Linked DNA regions of Mus musculus: regions 1, 3, 4 and 5 are each linked to region 2. A link is a contact called in public HiChIP or PLAC-seq, capture Hi-C and promoter capture Hi-C data. All regions are on one chromosome and are shown on one strand. The core of a region is the stretch at or near the end of the contact, and the rest is flanking DNA. Distances in the headings are between cores, read along the strand shown.

Evidence for each region. Promoter capture Hi-C pulls out the DNA fragments that hold promoters and counts their contacts. HiChIP or PLAC-seq counts read pairs in DNA pulled down with a chosen protein or histone mark. Capture Hi-C pulls out chosen DNA fragments and counts their contacts.
Region 1: a contact with region 2 is called in a capture Hi-C map of macrophages, with 4 times the contacts expected there. The contact joins the promoter of Arhgap9 here to the promoter of Spryd4 in region 2. A contact is called at or near these places in 1 of 39 promoter capture datasets (hippocampal neurons), 5 of 115 datasets of contacts at active chromatin or transcription factors (astrocytes, bone marrow-derived macrophages, embryonic stem cells and 2 more) and 1 of 9 other capture datasets (macrophages).
Region 3: a contact with region 2 is called in an H3K4me3 HiChIP or PLAC-seq map of bone marrow-derived macrophages, with 5 times the contacts expected there. The contact joins the promoter of Stat6 here to the promoter of Spryd4 in region 2. A contact is called at or near these places in 10 of 39 promoter capture datasets (the C10 cell line, cranial neural crest, embryonic stem cells and 5 more), 1 of 484 Hi-C or Micro-C datasets (embryonic stem cells), 9 of 115 datasets of contacts at active chromatin or transcription factors (the 230-238 cell line, T-cell acute lymphoblastic leukemia, bone marrow-derived dendritic cells and 6 more) and 1 of 9 other capture datasets (embryonic stem cells).
Region 4: a promoter capture Hi-C map of liver shows a contact between it and region 2, with 2.5 times the contacts expected there. The contact joins the enhancer-like site here to the promoter of Spryd4 in region 2. A contact is called at or near these places in 6 of 39 promoter capture datasets (3T3-L1-derived adipocytes, cranial neural crest, hippocampal neurons and 2 more).
Region 5: a contact with region 2 is called in a FOXA1 HiChIP or PLAC-seq map of pancreatic cancer cells. The contact joins the promoter of Nxph4 here to the promoter of Spryd4 in region 2. A contact is called at or near these places in 9 of 39 promoter capture datasets (3T3-L1-derived adipocytes, cranial neural crest, embryonic stem cells and 3 more) and 3 of 115 datasets of contacts at active chromatin or transcription factors (embryonic forebrain, large pre-B cells and pancreatic cancer cells).

The regions. Positions count from the first base shown.
Region 1 is chr10:127,320,692-127,323,391 of GRCm38.p6, forward strand. Arhgap9 (Rho GTPase activating protein 9) reads left to right here and starts at 1,273. Exons shown (of 16, transcript NM_001285785.2): 1 at 1,273-1,740; 2 at 2,003-2,199. The coding sequence starts at 1,425.
Region 2 is chr10:128,210,356-128,213,055 of GRCm38.p6, forward strand. It overlaps Spryd4 (SPRY domain containing 4), which reads right to left and starts at 1,439. Exons shown (of 2, transcript NM_025716.2): 1 at 1,354-1,439; 2 at 1-1,036. The coding sequence starts at 1,438. The coding sequence ends at 498.
Region 3 is chr10:127,641,638-127,644,337 of GRCm38.p6, forward strand. Stat6 (signal transducer and activator of transcription 6) reads left to right here and starts at 1,349. Exons shown (of 22, transcript NM_009284.2): 1 at 1,349-1,612.
Region 4 is chr10:127,425,479-127,428,178 of GRCm38.p6, forward strand. All of the region lies in intron 2 of R3hdm2 (R3H domain containing 2), which reads left to right. Among named protein-coding and RNA genes, the nearest start is that of Gm23819, 22 kb to the left of the region's middle. Within about 2 kb of position 1,358, at least 84 of the 459 cell types and tissues checked have an H3K27ac peak or open chromatin away from gene starts, as enhancers often do. A contact at or near this core is called in liver, where this site is marked.
Region 5 is chr10:127,533,220-127,535,919 of GRCm38.p6, forward strand. It overlaps Nxph4 (neurexophilin 4), which reads right to left and starts at 1,340. Exons shown (of 2, transcript NM_183297.2): 1 at 1,157-1,340. The coding sequence starts at 1,213.

The DNA.
Region 1 (2,700 bases), core at 23-2,522, 890 kb before region 2:
ATGAGTACACTGTAGCTGTCTTCAGACACACCAGAAGAGGGTGTCGGATCCCATCACAGATGGTCGTGAGCCTCCATGTGGTTACTGGGGATTGAACTCAGGGTCTTTGGAAGAGCAGTCAGTGCCCTTAACCACCAAGCCATCTCTCCAGCCCTAGAACTCACTATGTAGATAATGCTGGCCTCAAACTCATAGAGATGCACCTGCCCCTGCCTCCTGAGTGCTGGGTTGAAGGCGTGAGCCACTACATCGACTTCTGTACCGTGTGTGCACGGTCTCCAATTCAGCTGCAGTTAGTAAATTTCCTGTGTTAAGGTCAGTTAAGGTCTGGCCCCCTAAGCTGCTAAGGAGCTCATCCCTTTGTCATTTCTAGTTCTTGACGGCTCCTTCCACACAGGAGACAGTCCTCAACCAGTTCTTGTTAAGCATAGAAATAAAAAAGGCTGGAGAGATGGCTTGGCAGTTAAGAGCTCTGGCTGCTCTTCCAGAGAACCCTGGTTCAATTCCCAGTACCCACATGAGGGTTCACAACCGCCTGTAACTGTTGATCCCAGGGATCCAACACCGTCTTCTGGCCTCCTTGGGCAGCAGACATTTGGATGGTGCTGAGACATACACACAGACCAAACACTCACACATACAACAAGAATTGCAAATGGACGGAGCCCCATAATAAACCCGGGGACCCCTCCAGAAGGTTGATGCATAGATCATGCGCCCTAATGTGTCCTAGACGGGGCTGAAGGAGATATGCACTCTTCTTTTTTCCTTTCCTGCTCGCTTGTTTTTTTAGTTTTTCTGGTTGTCTGTCTGCACAGGAAACACAAAGCTTCGAGTCTGAGGCAGTTTGGGTGGTCACAGGAACACTGAGGCCTGTGTGAGCTTAAAAACGGGTCATGGCATAACCTTCCCTTCATCATTGTCACCTGTACTTTTGTCTGTGTTCTGCTCTTAGCCTGGCTCCTCCTCCTCCTCCTCCTCTTCCTCCTTATGTGCAGCTCAGGGCTCCCTTCAACATCCAGGATCAGGTCTTTCTGACCCTGGAACATCAGGTAACCTCGACAAGGTATCTAAAGATCACCAAGCTAGGTTGTCTTCTCAGATTCCCTGCCTTGCTTGCTGGGTAGGCTGCTGACCACATCCTCTCTCACCTTATTTATACACTTCCTCAACAGACACATCACACAGAAGTTGGACCCCCCCCAAACCTGTGCTGATCTCTCTCCCCTCTTCCTCTCGCCCTAAGGGTCCTGCACACACACACACACACACACACACACACACACACACACACACACACACACAAAAACACACACGCTCACACACACTCTTCAAACCATGCCCTTCTGTACGGAGGCACCAGCTCCTATTTCCTTCTGGAACTTCAGCACCCCCTTTTCCTATAGGTGACAGTGCCAGCCACCATGTTCTCAGGCCGGTGGTGGCCAAGTATCTGGGGAAATCTAGGGCTGAGTCTACAAAGCCCTTCTCAGGGACCCCAGCTCTGCGCCCTCTATCCGTTCACTTACACTGGGGCAGATGGCCGGCAGGTGTCTCTGGCTGAAGGTGACAGGTTCCTACTGCTTCGAAAGACCAACTCAGACTGGTGGCTGGCGAGGCGTCTGGGCGCACCCCCCAGCTCTCGGCCCATCTTTGTTCCAGCTGCATACATGACAGAGGAATCAATCTGCTGCCACAACCCAGCAGACACTACCTACAACAGCTCCCTCTGGACTCCTGGTAAGTAAGCTTTGAGCCTCCCCCCTCTTCACCTTTCCGACTCTCTGACTCTTCCCGCTTGAGCGCTGAGAGCACTACTCTGTCTTACCTTCTGCGGACTCCTTTGATAAGCCTAGTTCTCACCCAAGCCACTGTGGCGTCCCCTTTACACTCTTAGCTCTAGGGCCCGTGTCACTTCCCGGCAGCCTTGCCCTGCATTCCTAGACAATTCCCAAGGTCATATCTGTCCTCACCTGCCACTCCTTCACATCTCTCTTTCCAGGGACAAAGCTGTATCATGGCTCCCTGGAGGAGCTCTATCTGCCTCAGGAACCCCAGGTTGCTTCTGGGCAGCCTCTTCACCATCCCCACAAGATGTGCAAAAGTGTCAGCACGGGCAATGTGAAGGCCTGCTCCCTGAAATCCTTCAAGGAAGGGCCAGGAGAAAGGTCTCACTGGTGGATGACAGAAGTTGCTGTGGTGAGTTACAGAGCTTCCTGGAGCATAACTCAGAGCTTGGTCGGCCGCCTGCACTACAGCAGGGTGGGGCGGGATCTATGTGAAGTGGTGAACTGGACACAGCCTCCCTCCCTTAAGTACTGAAGGTAGGAGAGGGGGACACAGACAACACCCCTCCCTTAAAGATCAGAGAGGAGGGGAGAGGGGGACAGATGGACACAATGAGGAGAAGAGGCTGAGGTGCTCTGAGAAGATCTCGCAGGAGCAGGAAGAGTGGCCATAAGCAACGTAGGGGATGAGAAAGGACAGTCGAGTTACAGAGGCCCTGGAGGAACAGGGTATCCAGTACAGCCAAAGGAATGTCAGCAGACTGCTTTTCTCCAGTTCTAACTCCTAGCCCAGGGCAAGGTTTGTCCTAAAGTCCTGTCTTCAAGTCAGGACACTAGCAAGTTCCTTCTAACACTGAGTGCCTTGGTCAGCCCCTCCCCCACTCTGTTGTCAGTTGTATTTTGAGCCAGGGGT
Region 2 (2,700 bases), core at 189-2,688:
TGGACTCAGAGTGGAGATAGCTGCATCTGGGTTGGACTGACATCTCTAGTGCTGAGGTACAACTGAGGAAGCCAGAACCCAAGAATCTGAGGTGCATCAGAGAAAAGGCCAAGCCTGTGGCTGCCACTCCTCCAGCCAGAGGTAGAGAGCATTTACTCTAGAGAATCTGGTGAGCCCCCAAAACAAGTTACATGTGGATAAGGGACGGGCCGAGAGGCAGGACCGCAGGACTGAACAGTCTAAGGTGTGTGGGCACAAGTAGAAGGACCCAAAGAACTGGCCTGAGGAGGCGAATCCCCTGATGACCTAGGAAACTGGCGACTTTGGCTGTATACCTAGCTCTTACAGAGTAGGGCCCAGGGGAAGATGGCTACAATATTGCACAAAGGATCCCAACAGAATTGTGAGAGCTACCAGTTGCTTGAAACAAAGTAAAATCGCTTTAGACACTAAGGACAGAAAGCTGACCATGAGCACGATTCAGGGTCTTGGCCACATTAGAGGCCCTTGGGCACTTCGAGTCCTGAGTGGGTTAGCAGCTCTCCATCCCAAAGAGCAAAAGCAGGTGCCACTGGGCCCCGGAAATCTGTCTGTAGTGTGTGGATCACAGAGATCCGACTCACATCCACCAGGCTCAGCTTCTTTGCCTCATAGTCCAGCAGCAGCCCCACCTTCTCTGGTTGCCCAATACCCTTAATTGGAGCTTTTTCGTTGGCCAACATGCTGTGCCACTTGCGCTGGGCATAGGAGAACACCCAGGAACGATCATCAGCACCAACGCAGCTGTCCCGGGACATGTCCACGTCTGCCACTCCTATCCGGAACTGCTGGGAGCGCTTCACTGTTACCTCCCAGTAGTGTCTGCCACTGGTGACTGTGGTGTCTCCGAGCACCACTGCCCACTCCCGGAAGCGCTCCAAATTCAGGGCCACCTTGGTGGGTTCCAGTCCCACCAAGCCATATTTGACACCCGTGTCGCCTCTGAAGAGTGCCAGGCTGCTGTGGGCCGTTTTTTCTTCCAGTTTGAAACTGATGCCTGAGGGCAGAGCAAAAAAGAACTCGTAAACCTAGGGCTGTGTTTGATCTGAAAGCTGTCCAGGCGATGACGGGAAATCGAGAAAAGTCAATGTCAAATGTTAACATGGAAAGAGCAGAGGTGCCGCTTTAGTAAGACAGCCCTGGGAGCTGCAAATCACTGACTGGGGAAGCCAGAAGCCGGTGCCCCAGGTTTGGAATCTTGCTAGATCAAGGCAGAGGGGAGAGAGGAGAAATGAGGAGTGGAGTTCTCTGATCGCGCTCTGGGAATGACACGTTAACTACTTTGGAGTGACAGTAAAAAAGAAATATGCCTACCTCTCCGGGATTCCACAGCAGGGACCCCCCATCGCTTGGTGCCCCAGCGGTACAACTTCCAACAGCGTGCAAAGGGCAGCGCCATCTTGTGCCACAGATGCACGGGGCACGCCCCCAGGGGACACCGACCAATGACTGGTCCGCGCCCGGAGCACGTGGTGCGAGACGCGAGTGTCGTGAGAAATCGGTATCTCGGTGATTTCTAGTCTGGCGAGCTAGATCAATACGTGAAGAGACGTACTGATTATATCTCAACTAAGTAGGATACCCCTCTCACACACACACACACCCAGAGAGCCTGTGTAAACAGAGTCTCTGATTTGTTTGGTTTTGAAACAGGGTCTCCTGTAGCCTGGATTGGCCTGGAATTCATTATGTAGTCATGGCTGGCCTCAATTTCATAAAAATCTACCTGCCTCTGCCACCCAAGTGCTGAGACTAAATTAATGCATGCGATACCAAGTCTGGCAAGATAAAAGAAGTATTTTTTTAAAGTAGTTTAATCCGGGGGGGGCGGGGGGAGTGACACACAGCCCTCAGGAGGCAGAGGCAGGCAGTTTTCTATGAGTTCGAGGCCAGTCTGGTCTACATACCAAGTTCCAGGACAGGCAGAGCACCACACATTATTTAAAAAAAAAAAAAAAAAAAAAGCGTAAATCCGTTTCCCAGAGCCTCAGCATTCTCTTTGGACAGAATGTGTCTACATTCAAGCTTACTGTTCTGTCTTCTGAGACAGAGTTACTATGTAACCTTTGCAGGCCTCAAACTCTAGATCCTGCTGCCTCAATTTCCCAAGTGCCAGGTTGTGCTCAGTTTTTTTTTGTTGTTTTTTTTTTGTTGTTTTTGTTTTGTTTTTTTCGAGACAGGGTTTCTCTGTATATCAGTTTTTTATTATTATAGTTTGAGACAGGGTCTCAAGGATCGGCCTGCCTCAGCCCGCGGAGTGCTGGGATTAACAACATGACTTGTGCTCATTATTATTATTATTGTTATTATTATTATTATTATTATTATTATTATTATTATTATTATTATTATTATTATTTTCGAGACAGGGTTTCTCTGTGAAGTCCTGGCTGTCCTGGAACTCACTCTGTAGACCGGGCTGGCCTCGAACTCAGAAATCTGCCTGCCTCTGCCTCCCGAGTGCTGGGATAAAAGGTGTGCGCCACCAACGCCCGGCTACCTCATTATTTTTTAATGTATAAATGAGCTTGAAAGTGTGTGTGGGGTGGTGCAGTGACTCATTCTCTCCACTAGGGTTCAGTCAGGCCCAGCCTTTTCAGCCCCGTAACTGTAGAGATGCAGGTTAACTTTTTTTTTCCCCTTCTAATTACAAAACTACTT
Region 3 (2,700 bases), core at 99-2,598, 570 kb before region 2:
AAAGTACCTCCTGCTTGCTGTTTACTAGGTGACCAGAGTTCCTCTGAGCCTTTATGTATCAGTATATTCTATTCTCACAACCCCACAGCTTAAGCCACTCTGCGTGCTCCGTCCTACAGATAATGAACCAGCCAATTCTGCAGTTAGCATCTTTGGCAGGACTTGAACACAAATAGGTCTTGCTCAGAGTCCATGATTATATTATATGTACATGTACAGTTTGCTCTGGCACCTGGGTGGATCTAAGTTTGCACTGTGTACAGTGCCCACGGATGTGCAGTGGAGGAATCAGCTCAGGCACCAGGGGGCGCCAGAAGCCTGGCTTTTGCTCTTTCAGCCCAGCCCTGAAAGGCAATGGAAAGCCAAAATTCCAACTTGACACAGCCACCCTCAGACTATCCCTCCATACACTCGACTTTCAGGTTTGGCCTTTTGTTATCCTCCCCAACAAAAACTACAGGACAGTCCTCTGGTTATGATGGTGATTCAGAGGCTGAACAAGGGGCGTGTGTGTGTGTGTGTGTGTGTGTGTGTGACTCTAAGAGGCTCTGAGGGCTGTCATGTGTGAGAGCCTGCTGCTACATGTGTAAAGCTCAGACACGCGCGTGTGCGTGTGTGTATGTGTGTGTGTATGCGTGTGTGTGTGTGTGTGTGTGTTTTCTTGTGGCCAGGGAAATTGCACATATTTGTTTTGGGGTGTGTCTCAGTGTTTACCTCAGAAACAGATAGGAACTTTGCCAAGGTTGCACAGCATATTCACATTCAAACTTGGCACCCTGGCAGCCCTCAGTGGCTATCACTAGGGTTTGGGACGTGGTATCCCCGAATGAATTCCTTTTCCTCCAAGGGACTCCCGGAGACTTCCAGAATTCTGAGCTAAGGGTTCCCCTCCCCCACTTCCTCCCTACAGTATCACGGGACTTCTAAGGCGTTCCTGCCTTGGAAGGAGGTGAGCCTAATTGTGCAGGGGCCTCGGGCTCCCAGCTGTTTTTCAGGGTCCTCCACTGGAGGACGCACACAACCCAGATGTCCCATAGCACAGTTCCCCGAGGTCCCAATCTCTGGCCCGGAGAAAGTTTGTGTGGTAGCTAGGCAGTTCGGGGTGGCATGCCTCTGCCAGATATTAGGTGACTTTTCCGAGGAGTGGGGAATGGATCAGTGCTAAGGGGATTAGAGTAAAGGTCAGCCTCCCTCCAGTGTGGTTCAATGGAGCTCCAGCTTTGCCCTCCCCACTACGTGCTTCCCCACCGGGTACATACAGGTTCACCCCACTTTCTTCCTCTTCCTCCTCCAGCCCACTTTCTCTTCTCTGTGTCGTCAGAGCGCCAGGGAGGGACCTGGGCAGACAGAGAAGCCGGAAACAGCAGGCCGGGGCAGCCAGGGTTTACAGTGAAGAAGGCCCGGAGACGAGTGCGTGCGTGCCTGTGTGTGTGTTTGTGTGTGTGTGCGCGCGCTCGAGCGTGTGCGCGCGTGCCTGTGTGCATATGTGTGTGTGTGTCTGTACACATTGAGTTTTTAGGGCCAGCCCAGGACCCGCTGGACAGACCTACAGACCCATGGGGCTTGGTAGTGCCCTCTGAGAGAGGGAGAAGATAGCAGCGGGGCTGCTGAGGTGAGGGGACGTCTGCGAGTAGGGAAGGTTATGGGGGGGCTTTGACGAACCACGAGGGATGGATTTTCGGGGCCTCTCGGATCCTCCCCCCTGGGCGGGGCAGTTGGTCCCCTGAAAATAGTTTCATCTGGGGTTAGCTGACGGCACTGGGTTTTGGCAGTTTCCAACTTTCGAAGGACTCGGGTGGGTACAGGCCTCCACATTCCGGTCCCCAACGTGTCGCGTCACTTTCCCCAATCCTCAGCCCTGCGCCTCCTGGGTCTTGGGACAGTCGCTGGGCAGAGGAGAAGAAAGGTTCTCTGGGTTGGGGGACATGGCTGCCTTTCCCTAGAAGTTGATGCTCCAGGGTCCCCGAGCCTGTCCAACCCCTAGCTGCTGCCCGCTAAAGGTTCCTACTCAGGGTGTGGCTGGAGGGTGAGAGAGACCCAGATGTAGATCTCATGGTGCCCCAGAGGAGGGGGACTTTCCCCCTCACTTTTTTGGCCGCAGTAAACCCTGAGATTTCCCCGTGGAGGGCAGCCGGCTGGGGGTTAACCCTCCTCATGCTGACCTGGCTCCACCTCCTCCCACCCTTTCCCACCCCCACCAGCGCCGCCACCGTCATATATACACGCACATTGGACAACTCAGGGAAGCCCTTGACTTTTGATATTGGGGTCACACGGCCAGCGGACTCGGAATGCGGGAGTGGAGGGGATAGATTTAGGCCACCAAGCTTACGAAGAAGCTTCTAGGTTGTCGGGCTTCCCCTACGGCGGGGAGGGGGAGCCTGGAAGGGAAAGCTCGCCCCGCCTCTTGAAGTGTAGCTCCGCCTTCCCACCCTAGGGGACTGATCTCAAGAAAGGACGGTCCTTGTCCTAGCCCGACCTATAGACCCTGCAACGTTACCGGCAGCTCAGGAGAAAAATATGGCTTAATGGCGTCTGGGGTGGGGGAAGGATGAGACTTGAGTCACTCTACAGGGAGATTTAGAGGAAATTGGAGCTGTTCCTGGCTTGGCGGTCCCAGTCCCCAGTAGGGTAAGGATAGGGCCAAAGGTCTGGAATCCGAACATTCCAGAGACTGGGAGGAAAAGGGAACAGAATCCT
Region 4 (2,700 bases), core at 108-2,607, 780 kb before region 2:
CATCTCAGCCTTCACGTGCAAGCTTTGAGGAAACAGATTTTCAAGCCATGTAAAGAATGCGTTTCTAAAGTAAATTATAAGTATAGAGTGAGCATTTCAGACATGCGTCTTAAGCATCATTGCCAGGTTCTGAGGCACACACCTTTAATCCCAGCATTCCAGAAGTAATCTCAAAGGCCAGTCTATGAACATGCACTCTGAAAGATTATCTTTTCTCCTTTTTGACCATCATTTATCTTTTGGTTGGTTTGGGTTTGTTATTTCTGGTTTTGTAGAGAAACTCACTACATAAGCCTCAGATTTACTGTGTAGCCACCCCAACCTTAAATTCTAAGTCCTCCGACTCCAGCCACCTAAGGGCTAAGGCCAGGTGTCTGTTAGTAGGGAATGCCTAATTAACTTATCAGAGTGGACCAGGCCTCCATGTTCTCCCAGCATTCCGCTGTCCTACTGTTAAAGAGCATGGTTGGCACACCCTGTCCTCTACTCTGAACTCTCCAGTCCAGGGGCTGGGCTGCCCTTCCTTTGACCTTTGGCCTCCTGGCTGCTGTACCTGATCCCTCCCTCTCTCTTCCCTTCCTCTCCTCCTCTCCCCATATGGTTCAGGGTAGTGACCACTCTGAACTCTCTTAGATGTTTGTCCCTCTGGTTAGGTCTCCCTTATATTGATAATAAACTTTCTCCTCCACCATACTTAGGAGCAGCAGCCCTCCCATCCCCTCCTCTCCCTCTCCCTCTCCCTCTCCCCCCTCTCCCCCCTCTCCCCCCTCTCCCTCTCCTCTCCCTCTCCCTCTCCCTCTCCCTCTCCCTCTCCCTCTCCCTCTCCCTCTCCCTCTCCCTCTCCCTCTCCCTCTCCCTCTCCCTCTCCCTCTCCCTCTCCCTCTCCCTCTCCCTCTCCCTCTCCCTCTCCCTCTCCCTCTCCCTCTCCCTCTCCTCTATCTCTTTTTCATCCAGTGTGCACAACCATGCCTGTTTGGGCTTTTGTTGTAGTTTGATTGCTTTATTTTCAGACTCTGACTCGTGGCCTCCTCCTGCCTTAGCCTCCAGAGTGCTGGAGTTCTAGGCATGGGCTCCCTACCATTGTTCTGATTTACATGTTCTGCCTTAGCTCTCCATGTTGTGGGGGTCTTTGACTGTGATAGAGCTATCTCCTTGCTCAGGTGGGCTTAATTCTAGAGAAAATATGGCCATAGAAATGCAGCAGCCACTGAATCACTCTGAGTGGCCCCAGGATCTTGTCTTAAAAACAGTGAAGAATAATGAGCCAGGACAGCAGAGGAGCCAGAGCTTTACTGAGGTGGAGAGGAAGTCTGGCCTCCTGCCTGGGCCCTTTTTATGCCCAATACTTGGTCCTGATTGGCTTATGTAAACAAAGGGTTGTGCTGAGAGCCTTCAGCTTTGCTGAATTGGATGGCTGTGGAGGACTGAGATAGCTCAGGAAGAGCCTGCCATCCACAGAAGAAGTTACTAGGAGGGGGAAGAACCAGGAAGTGAGGAGTTGCTGATCAGCTTAAAGGCCCGTGGTCTTGTTATGTTAATATGTCACAGCCATTTAAAATCTACAGCTCCTGCCTAGCGTGTTGGCACACATTTAAATTCCAGCCCTGAGGCTGAAGCAGAAGGACCTGTATGAGTTCATGCAGGCCTACATAAGTGAGACCCTGTCTCAGACCACAGCACCATTCACAGCTTCTTAGGGAAATCCATGGAGTATGAACTTTATTCTACAGACTCTGCTCTCAAGGCCCAATCTAATATTTATATGCAGAAGGACTTCTGAGCTAAACTTAGAACTTTGGAGCTAAATTTGGCAAGATGTGCAGTTTGGGGCCAGCTGCTGCACCCACTGCAGTGCTGTCTGGGGAACTGGTGCTGCTGGTTGGCAGGTATTTCTCCTGAGGTCAGCCTAGAGCTTCTGCCTACACAGTACTCATCAAGAAGACAGACAACCTGCCAGTTTGTAACGCTTCTTCTTATCCTTATCTGTCTGAAAGAACCTACCTTACTCCTGTCTCTGTCATTTGGACATTTGCCTCTGGTGTCCACCTCTGGAAAGCCATTCCTTCCTTACTCTTCCGGTTGGGTGCTGTGCTCATGGTACTCCTCTTCCTCTGGATATCTGTGAGTGTACTCACTCATAGATATGGCATCCTGTGTATGGTGAGTCCTTAAAATACTGCCACATTTCTTAATACTGCCACATTTCTTAAAATAAACTGATTTGCAGGCTGGGTGGTAGTGCCTAGCATTGACGTGAAGGCTTTGTGTTCACTAAGTATGTACTGTGCCATTGAGGTGCCTTGACCTTCCCTCCCCAAATCCAGAATTTTAAATGGGCCAAATATCGAGCAAAAAATACTAAGCAATCCAACATCCTGTTACCCTTTATCTTCTTTTAGTTTTATGCTGTAACATATTTTAGAAGGAGAGCCTAGCCTTTAATGGCTGAGCCATCTCACCAGCCCACTATTATAACTTAGAGTCTTATTCTTTTGTATCTTTTGAAGTTTTTCTTTTTTTGTATTGCTTACTAACCTATCATAGTGCATTGACAAGAGCCAGCAATGTGTGTAACACTCATAACAAACTCTCTCTGCTTGGAGATTTTAATCTTCCCTGTACCTTCTCTAGTATATATGGAGAAAGAAGAGTTAATTTTTTTAAAAAGGGAAATGAACTGCAGAAAAGCAGGAAGTGGGC
Region 5 (2,700 bases), core at 90-2,589, 680 kb before region 2:
GGGCTCTACTAACTGGCTCACTGGGGCAGTGTCTACCCTATTGTAGTTATGAGGACACCACACCAGGCCTGGGGTCCAAGCGTTTTGGAGGAGAATTACTGGTTTCTCTTAAAGACTGGGGATTGAGGTCCAAGAGTGAGGGCTTGTGGAGCCAACTGGTTGCCCTTAAACTGGGTAGGTCATAGTTGAGAAAGGAAGTTGGGGGCAGAGTCTAAACTACCCTTGTGGGTCACACTTCAGGGCACAAATAGATGGCAGTGCTTTGAAGCAGGCACAATCAACCATGCAAAGACAATGTCTCCACCATGGCATGCCAACATAGACATTCACCTTGGGTCCCAGTGCCTGGATTCCCTGGACACATGCATACAAGGGCTGGTTTTAACCCATACACTCCATGTCCGCACTGTGAGCCCATATGGGCTGAAGATCTCAAGGCAAGAGTCGGGCAGGATGAGCTCTGGGCCCTTTTAGCCTTTGGGTCTTCACCCAGAAACCCCAGGAAAAGAGACAGTGAGAAGGGTGGGGGCAGGAAGGAGATGTAAGGAGAGACTCCCCTCCCAGACAACAACCACCAGGCGTGAGAGGGGGGTGTGTCTGTGAGGTTATGCAGGGGAGATGGTGTCTCCGCGGGAAATGGGATGGAAGATTGTAGCCAAGTTCAGCCCTGCTGGTGTGGGTCCGTGTAAGCGCGTGTGCCTGGATAATGTATGCTCGGATCGCAGAGCTTACCTGGCATTGTGACAAGGAGAAGAGGAATGGGAAGGTGGAGGGTGAGAGGTGGAAGGACAGACAGACAGACAGAGGGAGGCAAGCGAGGTAGGTGCGGAAAGAAGGCTAGGCTAACACCCGCTGGCTTGTCTGTCTGTCTCGCACTCCTTCTCTGTCTGGCGCACTCGCGGGTCGCGCTTCGTCCCCTCCCCCCGTCGCGCCTGAATCCGACTGGAGCCGGGCCTCCACCCTGCACCTTCTTCTAACCCTCAGCCAACTTGCTGGGTGCATGCCAGTCCTAAAGCGGGCAGTCTGTCTGTCCACGTCCCCCACGACGCACAAAGTTGGGACGCTTAGTCCTGGGGGCGGGGCGGACGCGCGGAGCCCCCTGGCATGCAGTGTTCTTCGTGTCCCGGACCCCGCACCTTGGCTCTGCCACCCTTACCTTCCTAAGGAGCCAAGGACCAAAGAGCAAGAGGAGCCATTCCGGGAGCAGCCGCATCTTCCCGAGCGGTCGAGCGGGTCGGGCAGGGCGGGTCCCGAGTCCGGCAGGACTGGGCTCAGGGTGAGGGACGCCGGGCAGAGGGCGGCGGCGCGAGCAGCGGGAGCGGGCGGCTCGGCCCGCGGACTGAGCGCGGAGCGGAGCAAGGCGCTGGGGGCGGGGCGCGGGCGGGGGAGAAAGTTGGGTCTGAGTCGGGCGGGCGGGGTGGGGGGGCGGGGCTCCGCGGTGCTCCAATCCCGGCCGCGCCCCGCGCGCCCCCTCCCGCCCAGCTGGGGGCAAGGAAGGTGACTTTCACCGTGACACACCCTGGACACACCCCTGGCTCAGGTGTGAAGCTGGAGAGGGGCAAGGGGTTTGGGGAGCAGCACCCCAAAGACGCCAGGTCTTGGGGCAGATGAGGGCTACAATAGGGCGTGGGACTCTAGGCCCTGAACTGTGAGCGGGAAGGGGTCGTCGCGGAGCATGAGTTCCCATACACAGGCTAGGGAACGCAGCAGGACCCTGTCCTGTGATGCCCGAGGTGGATGGGTGGGGGGTGTTTCTATAATCCTGGCAGAGGTAGGTCTAGGGCAGTGATCCGGACAGGGACCGAGGTGAGGGCGGGCGGGGCCTCGGGCGACTAGCACTGAGCGCGGCGCTGACGGGGATGGATGGGCGCCCCGCGGCTCATTCGGCCTGGAGATGAGAATCATTGATCACGGACGGAAACCCCATCACGTCTGTCAATAGGGCTGACAAACGGCGCCCGCCGCCCTGTCCCCGCCCCGCGGCACCTCTGCGGCCCCCGGACCCCTTGGCTAAACCGGCTCTTTTAAGTTAGCCCCTGATCCGCACTGTTGACCCTGGCCTGATCCAGAGCACCCTTGTTTGGTGCTAGGCAGGAAGTCCTCAGTGCCTTCTGCCCCTCTTGGTACGAGCCCTGTGCTTTCTCTCCCACAATCCCATCTTCCACTCTCAGCTCTTCTCATCCCGTCCCCTTCCCTGTCTATCTCTGTCCTTGTCTCTCTCTGTCCCCAGCTCCAGCACGGTCTCTGTTCTCATCCTCAGGGCTGTTTCTTCGTGTTTCCTCCTCCCACTGGTCTTTCTCTCTCTCCCCTACCCAGGGAGTCTTCAGCTGTCAGCTGTTGCTATGCGCTGTGTCTGAGGCTGAGTAGGTAGTATGACCAACACCTAGACAGCAAGAGATAGGACCATGCAAAGAGATGAAGAGACAGACACACATCCCAAGGTGTGTCTCCAGTCTTACCCCACTGTAATAGTACCCTGCTACACTGTAGCAGTGAGGCCACTTCACATACAGACCAGCATACACAGAGGCACATAAGCACACAGAGACGGACACACATGATTTATACACACAGTAGCATACAGTGATATACAGAAACAGCTAGGTACCCAAAGTACCTCTTGCCTTGACAGAGGCAAATACCCACAGGGACACACACACACACACACACACACACACACACACACACACACAGGCAATC